Linked DNA regions of Mus musculus: regions 1, 2 and 3 are each linked to region 4. A link is a contact called in public Hi-C and HiChIP or PLAC-seq data. All regions are on one chromosome and are shown on one strand. Each heading gives the region's core, a stretch centred on a gene start, on an enhancer-like site or on the middle of the called end of the contact. The rest is flanking DNA. Distances are from core to core; before and after follow the strand shown.

The links. Hi-C and Micro-C count contacts between places; a contact is called where the count stands out from the background. HiChIP or PLAC-seq counts read pairs in DNA pulled down with a chosen protein or histone mark.
Region 1: a contact with region 4 is called in an H3K4me3 HiChIP or PLAC-seq map of craniofacial prominence, with 4 times the contacts expected there. The contact joins two enhancer-like sites. A contact is called at or near these places in 2 of 115 datasets of contacts at active chromatin or transcription factors (craniofacial prominence and stem cell-derived neural progenitor cells).
Region 2: an H3K4me3 HiChIP or PLAC-seq map of craniofacial prominence shows a contact between it and region 4, with 5 times the contacts expected there. The contact joins two enhancer-like sites. A contact is called at or near these places in 1 of 115 datasets of contacts at active chromatin or transcription factors (craniofacial prominence) and 1 of 9 other capture datasets (embryonic stem cells).
Region 3: a Hi-C map of cerebral cortex shows a contact between it and region 4, with 5 times the contacts expected there. The contact joins two enhancer-like sites. A contact is called at or near these places in 1 of 484 Hi-C or Micro-C datasets (cerebral cortex) and 2 of 115 datasets of contacts at active chromatin or transcription factors (the 230-238 cell line and embryonic stem cells).

What each region holds. Positions count from the first base shown.
Region 1 is chr14:100,949,332-100,952,096 of GRCm38.p6, reverse strand. No RefSeq gene overlaps it. Among named protein-coding and RNA genes, the nearest start is that of Gm46481, 110 kb to the left of the region's middle. Within about 2 kb of position 1,391, at least 13 of the 459 cell types and tissues checked have an H3K27ac peak or open chromatin away from gene starts, as enhancers often do. A contact at or near this core is called in craniofacial prominence, where this site is marked.
Region 2 is chr14:100,888,267-100,891,057 of GRCm38.p6, reverse strand. No RefSeq gene overlaps it. Among named protein-coding and RNA genes, the nearest start is that of Gm23538, 130 kb to the right of the region's middle. Within about 2 kb of position 1,392, at least 20 of the 459 cell types and tissues checked have an H3K27ac peak or open chromatin away from gene starts, as enhancers often do. A contact at or near this core is called in craniofacial prominence, where this site is marked.
Region 3 is chr14:100,748,971-100,751,987 of GRCm38.p6, reverse strand. No RefSeq gene overlaps it. Among named protein-coding and RNA genes, the nearest start is that of Gm23538, 9.8 kb to the left of the region's middle. Within about 2 kb of position 1,662, at least 183 of the 459 cell types and tissues checked have an H3K27ac peak or open chromatin away from gene starts, as enhancers often do. A contact at or near this core is called in cerebral cortex, where this site is marked.
Region 4 is chr14:100,476,565-100,479,311 of GRCm38.p6, reverse strand. All of the region lies in intron 5 of Gm34199 (a long non-coding RNA gene), which reads right to left. Among named protein-coding and RNA genes, the nearest start is that of Gm26367, 59 kb to the right of the region's middle. Within about 2 kb of position 1,456, at least 79 of the 459 cell types and tissues checked have an H3K27ac peak or open chromatin away from gene starts, as enhancers often do. A contact at or near this core is called in cerebral cortex and craniofacial prominence, where this site is marked.

The DNA of each region.
Region 1 (2,765 bases), core at 142-2,641, 470 kb before region 4:
ACTCCTGAATATATAGGAAGAACAAAATAGACTCAGTGGGTTGCAAGAAATTTGGCTTCTTTAAAAACATAGAAATGTTATGTGAATATGAATATGTTTTTGTTCAAGGTGTGAGATACGGGGCTGCTTCAGATTATACAAGGCAGCAGACTATGATTTGCCTTTTGTTTCATCAAGACCATGATTTTTGCCAGCTGCAGATAGTTTTTCCCAAGTGTATGATATTTGAAAGTCTAGAAACTCTTGAGAGTATATATATATATATATATGAAGAGGCCTAGAGAAGGATATGGCTGCTGCAATTTCTCCTGCTGTGGTTCCTGCTGGCTGGCTGCTGGCTGGCTGCTGGCTGGCTGCTGACTGGCTGCTGGCTGGCTCCTGGCTGGCTCCTGGCTGGCTCCTGGCTGGCTCCTGGCTGGCTCCTGGCTGGCTATTGGCTAGTTGTTGCTGGTTCCTGGTTGAGATATCCTAACAAAGAAGATCAAAAGTGCCCCAAGGAACTTGATACCCTTAATCAGTAGGAAGTAGTCTAAGGATATTAATACCTCCTTTCTCCTCCAGCCTTCTTTGTGTAGTTGGAAAATATAACAGTGGAGAAGGAACACATAAAGTGGACAAAAGGCAGGTTAAAAAAAAATAAAAGAAGACATGAAGATATGAACAGGGAGTGTGTGGGAGATCTGCGAGGAGTTAGGGGAAGGCGTGTAAAATACGTAAGATAAAAATACATTGTGCATATATAAAAATTTCAAAGAATAAATATTATTTTTAAAAGCATACAAGTGTTCATGAAATTAACAATATAGTTTATTCTATTGCATTTTTGTCTTCTTTTGGGGTGAGCGATACTTTGGAACTCACCAATTGGCACAAATAGAAAATAACTAGGAATATGAGTGTTTCATGCCTCAATTTTCTAAAGCAATTTTATCATTGTGCATTTCCAGACTATGTAAACAAAGGGACCTCACACGGTTACCTTTTGAGCACACTGAAGACAAAAACATGTTGTGATTTGCACAGTTATTGGGAAGATCTGCAGTACTGAACCATGTGTGCTTCGTGTTGGCAGCCTCTGAACACAGACAGTTATGTTTGAAAAGTTGGCAAGTCCATAACAAATTCTTGCATACTTGAAGCTGCCTTGTTGATTTCCTTTCAACTCCATCCCAAGGCAGACCAGACTCTTCCTCTGCAGCACAGCAATGTGGCAAGAAGGAATGAGCTCCCCCCCCCCCCATGATTCCTCTATTCCCCCTCCTCACACAAATCATTCTCCCCAGATTTCAAAGAAACCCCAGAGCGGAATTCTTGCTGTTCTATCTCCAGGACTACAGCCAGCACAAATCAAGAAAATGGTTTCCAGGTGCAGACCACCCTCCCTTCCCCTTCACTTTAAAATCCGCTGATTGTTTCACTCTTTAATCTTTAGATGGACGATAGGGGGAACAGGAGGGTAAACCTTAGGATTCAAAAGCCTATGGAAAATTACTTCGTCTTTTTCATTTTAGGGCAGTCAGTTCTCTTCTCCAAATCATATCACACAACCCAGCACGATTCATTCTGTCTCTTTTGATAAGCCTCAGACCCTAAATAACCTAGATGCATTATCTGAGCCACGAAAGGAGCCCTATGGAGTGAAGCTTTCATGAAAGTAGTTTTAATCCAATGCTATTACTATCTCCCAGTAACTAGCTCCATTTTCACACAAAGACGTAATTGGTGAGAAAAAAAATTGCTTACTCTTCACAATGGTCCTCGATCTGCTAAGTTCAGGTAATAGCATGTAATTATTGATAAACAAAACACTGAGAGGAAGTGTGTTTGGTGAACTTTCCTAGAGGTAATAATATTCACCGAAGTATATAATGACAGCTGGCAATGGCAGTACTCAGTACAGGTACCGTAGCCCCATTCTTCTCTTAACTGTAGTCAGACATCCAGTGTCCAAATATCAGTGTTGGCTTCTACTACACCTCTGCCCAGGAGGCTTCCCATGTCCAGGTATGTGAGTCCATTTGCATTGTCACAACTCAAAAACCTTTGGAGTCTATCCCATGTTGTCACTGAATCTTCTGTGATATTTTAACTTTATAGATCACAGTTAAACATTTTTTGGGGACAATTGATTGTGTTTTTCATCTTGTTTTCATGCAGGTATTCATGTACTGATGGATAAAATTTAGGTATTTTAAGGGAGGAATGAATTTCACAGTCTTTAAATTGATCCATAAAAAGGACATGTTTTACACATCAAATTCACATTTTCACTTTTTGTTTATCCTGTGAACACCTAAACCTCATGCATATTCTAAATTCCTTTATTTATAGGAAATAAATAACATAGTTTTCTTTTTTTCTTGAGTTTTCTAATTTTGTCATGACATTTTTCTATATCATTTCATTTCCCTGATACATCATTTCTTCTTATAGAAGACAGAAATTCATGCTTTCAGATCTGCTAGTAAAATCATCAGATTCCTACCAGTTTATTTGCCTAAAATGAATCCCTTGGGAAGTCCTCTAAATCTATTTTGCTTTGGACTTAGTGTCCGAAACTGTTAGTGTTTGCCAAGATTCATGTTTTCTTCCTCTTTGGCACATTATAAATACATCTGCAAGCTCCTTGAAGTAAGAGGAACATACTGACAGAGGTGTGACTAATAAAAGAGGCAGAAGAGATGTGGTTGCTTATCAGCCAGCTGTTTGAACATTGCCAATGTATAATTTTCTATTACCTGATAACTGAAGGCAAGAAGGCTGTT
Region 2 (2,791 bases), core at 143-2,642, 410 kb before region 4:
AAGTGTCTGTGTTCTCTCCTGACAAATATTTAGTTTAAAAACAGTCAAAAATTTTTCTAGATATATGCAAACAATCACAATTTCTTGTTTCTAACATTGTAAGCTACCAGCACATGAACACGTCACTTGTAATCTGGGCTGTAAAAATGGACACCATCGTTAGAACGACAAAGTGGAATATTCACATGTGCTCCAGAAGTAAGCGTGGTAGTGTTTGGCCCTTGCTTTTGGTTTTGCCCAGGAGACCAAACTTGTGAGAGCAATGGTCAGAATTCCTGGCGACAGCCAGAGGCATGTGAGAACCATAGTCCTAATGTATATAATTTAGAAGCACATAATTGTTGGCTTCAGGCTTCACTGGAAGTGAATTTCCCAGATGGCAATCAAAAGTCAGTAGTTGAAAGGAGGAGAATGTTAGTGAGCCATGGGATATCCATGGCCATCAGTGCCTTATTCATTTTTTAGTATATATTTAGGCCAATATTGTGGAAGTCTTTATTACAAACATCATTTGTGGGAATTCAGTTTTCTCCCTTGGTGTGTATGGGAACTGCATTGATACAGCATCTGTCTAGAAAACAAATGAATAGAGGCAGTTAAAAGTCTTAAGTTTTCCATCTCTATTAAGTATAATCTTGAATACTTACATGGCTTAATTGAAGAAAAGAAGGGATTACTAATTTTTCATTTACTGATTTGCAACTGGACCAAGGGATAGAATTGGAAAAGTCTCAAAATGTATTGCCAGTTTGAATCTGACTCTTATCAAGACAATACGCAGTGATCGTACACTCTAATGTCTGTGTTGCTTAATTGTATCATTGGAGAATTTCATATCACGTTTCAAAAAACTTGTTAAGCCTAAATGTATGGTTCACAAAGATCCTTCACTCCTCCAGTTTCTTCTAACTCCTTTCAGAATCAATATTTGAAGGTGTTTGGGAGACCGAGGTCATGAACCCCCTAGGAAGCTTCTGAAGGCTGTGAGACGATAAATTGCTTCCCTTTCCTGCTGGCTCCAAAGTGGTCCAGTGTCTCAGTTCGGGGAAATGCATATGGAAACAATTGCCCTTGGACTATTTCCGCTTCTCTCCATGCAGGCCGTGGCCTCTCCAAACGGCTGCATAAGGCAAGCTGGTTAGCGTAGAGGTCAGAGATCAGCTCAGCCAGCCCTGAGTGCACAATGCCTGACCCTTGCTGTTCAAAGGAAGGGGGCGTAAACACGGTGTTTGTGAGCTCCATTAGTTTAATATATCATCTTATCTAACACTTCTTTTTTTTTTTTTTCTGAGCAAAAAGTGGAATGAATGTTTGTTGAAGGTGAAACTGCTAGTTATGTTATGTTATGAAAAGAACAGGCTCGGGAGCTGAAAATATTCATTCCAGCTGTGGTCTGCTCAGTCTCCCTTCCTCCACATCTTCCTCAGCAATGACTACATACATCAGTGGGGGAACATAGGTTTTCAAATTTAAATGGATGGGGTCATGAGATATTTCTCCTTTTTATGCTTTTCTTTTCATACTTTTTATTATTAATACTTTTATTTTTTTACAGTCCAGATGTAGCCCCCCCCCCCCCGCCTGCTACACCCACCCATAGTTCGTTTCCTATTCCTGCTCCCCCTGTCTCCAAGAGGATGTTCCTGCCACCCATCCACCCCTCCATACTTCCCCACTCCCTGAGGCCTCAAGTCTCTTCAGTTTAGGCACGTCTTTTCTCACTGAGGCCAGACCAGACAGTCGTCTGCTGTACGTGTGGCGGAGGTCTCAGACCAGCTGGCGTGTGCTGCCTGATTGGTGGCTCAGTGTCTGAGAGATCTCAGGGTTCTGGGTTCGTTGAGACTGCTGGTCTTCCTATGGGGTCACCATCCTCCTCAGCTTCTTCCAGCCTCTCTCTGAGAGGCTCAACAAGCAGCTGACTGGGACAAACGCACCCAATCATTGGACTGACGTCATGAAATACTTCTACCCAGTCAATCCCATCAAGAGACCTTATGAAAGAAGAAAGACCTGATCTTTTTATTTTGGAAAGTGACATTATTTGAAATATTATATTATTTTTGAATACATGAACAAAATATATGGTATAGCACATATTTTGTAGGTATTCAAAATGAGTACAAACTCAAAAAATTTTAAAAATGATACTACCCCTACTAAATTAACGAGAAAGTATAAATAGAACATAATAAACAGCTTGAGTTGCTTTATCAATGTAGCTTTGGTGAGACTTCACCCAAATAGTGGTGGGCTTTTCAGCAGTCCCAATGACTGGAGCACCCATGCTCTTATAAATAATCCCAACAAACTCACCAATTCACCAAGCTAGACTTCAGGGGATTCATTTCTCTGGACCGCTACTGCCCCCCCCCCCCCCACCTCGGGATAAATTCAAAGTCTCTCCAGAAAAAGTATAGCACAATTATTTTTCAAACAGTGATTCAATAAAACCAAAGAAGAAAATTGCAGAAACAGTTGCATGGCCCCAGGGATTGACACTACGACAAGTAACAGGCTGACCCATCAAAGGGCGGGGCATACCCTGAGATAATCCTCCTCTGTGTGATATAGAATGGTGGACCTCCCTCTTCGGAAGTTGGCTGTTGCTGTGAATGATACAGCATCATCTGAAACTAAGCTGTCTGGTGGTAAAGCATCCTTGAGGGTTTGGGGGAGGTTCCAAGGATGGCTATTTCTTCTATGTTGTACAAGGTTGTACACTTCGGGGATGAATAGGGTCTATCATAGAAGTATGGGATACCTTCAAAATAGCTGATGAAATAGAGACTAT
Region 3 (3,017 bases), core at 413-2,912, 270 kb before region 4:
ATCCTACCCATTTCTAATTCTACTAATTGTATTAGGAGCCCAACAGGGCAGAAATAGGCTTCACTTCAGAGGTCATTGTTTGACAGTGAAAACAGTCATTGGAATATTGAAATAGGCCCAAAAATTATTAGAAGCACCAAAGGGGACCATTGTAGCAATTCTAAATTTTCTGCAGATTTCCCCCTCGAAGGTTATAAATACCCTTAGAAAGCCATGCGAATTTTATCACAGCAGCTCAGGGGCAATGTTTACTTCTTTCTCAGCTGAGATATTTCTGTAAACAATAGGTCCTCCTGAGAAAGCCGGATTCCCAATGTGCTTGATAACAGTTTGCTGTTTGTCAAATTGGCAAGTTGGGCAGTGTTCTGCTTTTCTCTCTGACAGGAACTATTGCTTCCTTCCAGGAGAGTGAACCGATTTCAAAGCAAGACAGACAATGAACAAGGGGCTTCACCTACAGAACCTCATAGTGTCTGAGGTCTTTGAAACCTTTAATGTGTCTCCACATATTCCACAGATGAGCATCGATAGTTCAAATTTGCTTGATTAAAAGTAAGAATTGAGGACTGGGCTTCCCTTTGAAAAGATTGCCTGTACGGTTGGGGCTTAGGTATATGTTATTAGTTTCCTTCTGAAGGATATACAATTGATACTTAACTCAAAAGTATGGACAGATGATTATTAATGGTGATTTTAAAATCAAGACTCTAGCTTAGACACTTTCCAAAGCTGGGCTGTTTAATCTGAACAGATGCTTTCTGCAGGAGAGCCGCGAGACATCAATCCAACCTGTTCCTTTTTATGGTCCGTCCCATTATCTGTTCTCCCATAATTTGTATGCACATTTTTGCCTTCGATCTCTCAGCTCGAAAGTCCTCATTCAGACCGTGGCTGGAACAGACAAATCAGGAGGCTTCGGCACACAGGTGCCATTACCTATGATGCATTTGAATCCATGCAAATGTCAAGATGTAGCTGCAGAAAGGTTACCTCCCCACACTGCGGGGGGGAAAATCACTCTGCCAAGTGCCAAACTTTTATGTGCGCTGTCTTTTTCTTAGCCAGTGTGTGAGTGGGGGTGGGGGTGGAGTTGGGGGTGGGTGGAGGGGTCAATCAGGGAAACTGATCCCTAAATTGGTGTCTCCTGAAAAAAGGCAAACTTTATTCAGAAGGTTCAGACCTTCACCTATGGCCAGCATGGGCGGGTTTGTTTTGCGATGGTCCATCTTTGAAGATTAGGACTTTTATCTTGTGTCTGGTAAACAGTTTCAGTCTTAGAATGGACAGTCCTATGCTTGATGCACTCGGCTTGAAAGTCAAGGGCCCCATTTGTCTGGATTCTTCATAGATGTCTGGGATCTTTACCTCTTTTCAGACTCGGAAGACCTTATTTCGAATTATCCCACTCCAGAGGAAAACAGGTGAAGCAGAGGCCCTTTCAGGGGCTCTGCACACAGGGAGGCTGCAGTCTAGAGAGACTCCGAGGAAGTCTCTTTTGCTCCCGCTGCTTTCCGCTATTTTGTTCCGCTCACCAGTTGGGAGGAGAGGTGGGGACACACACGCTGGCTTTCTCTCCAAGGCGCAGCTGAGACCTTTAGGAAATCACTGCGGAGGCAGAAGCGGCAAGGCGCTATTTTTAGCTCCAAATTGATTCAGCTGCAGTCCCTGCTGCCTCTGACTTCATTGCCTCCCGGCCCACCCCTTGCTGTCCTCACTCCCAGCTTCAGCTTGACTTCCTGTGCCGCCCCTTTTTCCACCCCACCCCCCACCCTCCCCACCCCGTGCTGTTAGCTCCCTCCCTCCCTCTCCCTCCAGTCCCGGGCAAGGCTGGGCACGGGCTGGCTGCTAGTAAGTCCAGTTTATAGGGAAAGCTACAAGGACTGATAGTGCCTCAGGCTGTGACATCCCTCAGAGGCTGCAGCTGGCCAAGAGCAGAGCCTCTCCGGGTTCAGCCATCCTCGATTGTTCACCCCTACCCTTGCCCTTGGGACAGAGTTCCAAGAAGAAAGTTCTTCAGTTGCAATGCTGTGCTCCGGAACATCTGCCAAGTGTGTCCCATCTGGCCAAGGTCTACGCTTTCAAACATTATGCTAGGAAGAAAGGGCAGACACTGGGTGGCTTTTCTTCTTCCTCAGGATGTCTGTACAGATGAGCCTGGAAAGGGTCGCTTGCTGAGAGGAAGGGTGAGGAACAAGCAAGGCAGTACAGGCCACCTGCCTTTGTTTGCATGTGGGGTTAGCAGTGACCCCCTTCCTCTGACCCTGAAGGCCAGGGTAATTCCAAAGTCAAGTGGGGGCCTATTCATTTTCTATTTATGACTCCATTTTCTATGTCTAGTAAGTAAGGCAATGGCCCTCAGAAACCCTAGCTGCACTAACATACATTACGAGTAAAAATGTAGATGTCAAACGGGAAGAACATAAGAATGCTTATAAGCTAAGGATTAGATGGTTCCCAAGTCCTTTGTTAATTGTCCAACTAAGACCTCGATGGTGCACAGCCTGGGAAACTTGTGCACTCTGCTTGAGTGGAAAAGAGGCAGCCACTTCCACTCCCGTAATGTGTTAGAATCGAATCTGGCTCTGGCAGCACTAACAAATAGCTGAGCCATCCGTCCTCAGGAGGCCAATTAAACCTAAAGTAACAATGAACACAGAGAAAGGAAATTTATTCAGTGAGGCACACTGGGAAGAGGAACAAAGTCCATCTTCCAGGTCCTGTCATAGGGTGTAGGTTTAAATGGATGGTAGGATATATGCATGATTGGGCAGTCCAAGTCAATGTGTAGGCATGGCACCATTGACCCATCTGCACTACGGTTTGTCATCACTATGAAATCTCTCTCTCTCTCTCTGTGTCTCTCTCTCTCTGTCTCTCTCTCTGTCTCTCTCTCTGTCTCTCTCTCTGTCTCTCTCTCTGTCTCTCTCTCTGTCTCTCTCTCTCTCTGTCTCTCTCTCTCTCTGTCTCTCTCTCTCTCTGTCTCTCTCTCTCTCTGTCTCTCTCTCTCTCTGTCTCTC
Region 4 (2,747 bases), core at 207-2,706:
AAAAGAGATGCTGGTGCAAAAGATGCTGAACACAAAAAGAAAGACTTAGTTTGGCAAAGGTTGCTAAAGGCCTCTTGTCCTTGTGCAGTTATCCATACTGCTTCTGTTCCCTGTTGTCGGTTCATTTGACCTTCCCAAATGAGTAGCCATGACAGACAAGGTTATAAATCCGAGTTAACCTGGTATGGTGACACATCCCTGTAATCACAGCTAATTGGGAAGCAGAGGCAGTAGGTTTGCAAGTTCAAAGCCAGAGTGCTCTTCTCTCAAAACTGAATTTTAAAAGATGAGGGTTGGGGGTGTAGCTCCGAAGTAGAGTGCTGCCTAGCATGCATGAGGCCCTGGGTTCCAGCCACAGTACTGAAAAATAATGAGCCAGAAATGAAAAAAAAAATCATCAACCCAGGTACGAAGATTATATATAGCGGCCGCATCCATAGCAGTAAATGTGTCACTGGAAGGGAAAGAAGGTCCACTCTCCCCATCCTTTTAGGAACAGTACTGTCATCCCACGAGGGAGCACTGTGGCTCCTCCTCTTCCGCCAGATGACTTTGGGATTCGGCAAATGGAGGGCACTGCTTTTGTAAAACCTATAGGCATGAACCCATGGACAAAGGGACACTGGGCTGAGACTCAGGCCACTTGAGTGTGATGAGAAGAAAGACAATAGGAAGCTGGTGATTGTCCTTCTACCAGCAGCAAGTTACAGTCCTATAGCGTGTTGTAGAGACTTCGTCAAAGCCTGGCCCTGTCGTCTGAGTCCGTTCCTTTAGCCTTCCTTTTATTCTGTAAATGTCCTCATAGGCTTTCAATAAGAAACTAACCAGAGTTCAGTTTCTGCTGCTCTGACCAAAGAGCCCACACTGATCGTATTGTCAATAGCCTGTATTTCTTTCCGGAGGGAAAAAGTACAAAGGGACTTAGATGGTGGCCGAACCGGCACTTTGGTTTCCACTCTGTATCTAACCCATTGATTTTTGTGATTGAACTGGTGATCTTTCTCCGCTGCATACTTCCCAATCATCCTCTACAAATATACACACGGAAATGGGTTTGCTTTTGAAAGGTAATTAGAGCTGTAGAATTCGGAGGTCCTGCGTCTGCCAATGAGCAGCCAGCAGCCCATGATCTCTGCCTTCTTCCTTCTTAGGATTGTTCTCATATTGCACCAGGGGCTGCAAAGTAAACTGCTCCGTTTGAATTTAAAGCCACCCAAACCAAATCATCTTTTACAGGTATGCCTTCCCTCGGAGGTTACCTGCCCATGAAACGAACGTGTGAGGGTGGCCAGAAGTCAGCTTTGATATTAGCAGGGTTCTCCTTTAAACCAGGTGAAGCTTGCCTTAATGCCTCTGCAGTTTGAGCCGGGCAGGAGGGGGCTGGAGGGGGCTGGGCGGTCACCTCACAGCTGCAGCACACCCTTGCTTCAGGTAGGGGAACAAATGGAGGCTAGGGAGGGTAAGGCTCCCCCTGCTATTGGCTGGATTTTGATGCAGCGCGCACTCTCGAACAGCCTGAAATATAGTCTGCAGAAGTCTCCACAGATGCTCCGCGCTGCAGTTCTTGAAAGGCAGGAACAAATTTAAACCGGGTTTTGTAAAAACAAATGACATCATCCCTACATACACTCAAACGCTGCAGCCCAATGGGGCACACTCCCCCCCCCCACCTCCGATTTCTCCTTTGCTCTTTCCGTGTCTGACTGCAGGGTTCGGATTTTTATGCTATGCGTTTCACTGGCTAAATCTTACAGAGAATAACCTTTCATCGCTGGCCTGGAAAAAATAATAATAAAGATGAAGAAAATAGAGAGACATGTAAACATTTAAAATCGCATTTCACCTCCGTGTGGCTGTTACCTGGGAAAATTCCTGGGACTGGAAGGAAACCGTAATGACCTGTGTGTTGGGGGCTGTCTTCACTGAAATGACACGGACTTGTTTTGAGTAATCTTTATGGTACAGAGTTCAGAACTGGGAATCCTTAGGGTAAAGATTTCTCTTCAGGAGTTTTTCTGAGATCGCACTATTAACTGCGAAAGTAACCAGGTGTGTGGTGGTATTCTTTTTCTGTAGAGTCCTACCAAAATAACAATAATAATAATAATAATAATAATAATAATAATAATAGTAATAGTAATAATAATAATAACGATAATGATAATAATAAAAGTTAGGTGAGCCAAATTTTTAACACAATAGAGTTAGCTAAACTGCAATAGAAAGCTCGCTGTCACTTGGAAATACATGCGACAGTCAATCTGCAGCTTGCAGAACCTGATTGAGATTTTCCTCTCAAGACATTATTTGCTATATCCTTGTCTTCAGACAAAGGTGGCCCAGGCAGCGACCTGTTTGTTGACCATAACAAGTCTGGATAAGCACAGAGCCGGAGGCTCAGAGCTTGCCTGAATTTTCAATCCTACCCCAGGAACCCATTAACATAATTCTGTAGAAACCTGTTTCCAGAGCAAAGTCTGAGATTTGCATTTCTTTATTGGGCATGGTTATTTAAAAAAATCTTTTTCAATCTAATTCTTCAGGATTAATAGCAGAGAGCAAACAGAAGGTGAATCTCAAGCTCCCAAAGATGGATTTTATATAACAGGCAGTGACATCTATACCAAGTTAAGGGCGTGATGCCAGCAGCTGCTCAGTCTTCAGGTACTGCCTTTAAATGGATGGTGGCCTTTATCTCTAAAGGAAGCCATGTCAGACAGAGTCTTAAGCAGAAACAAAGAAACAAG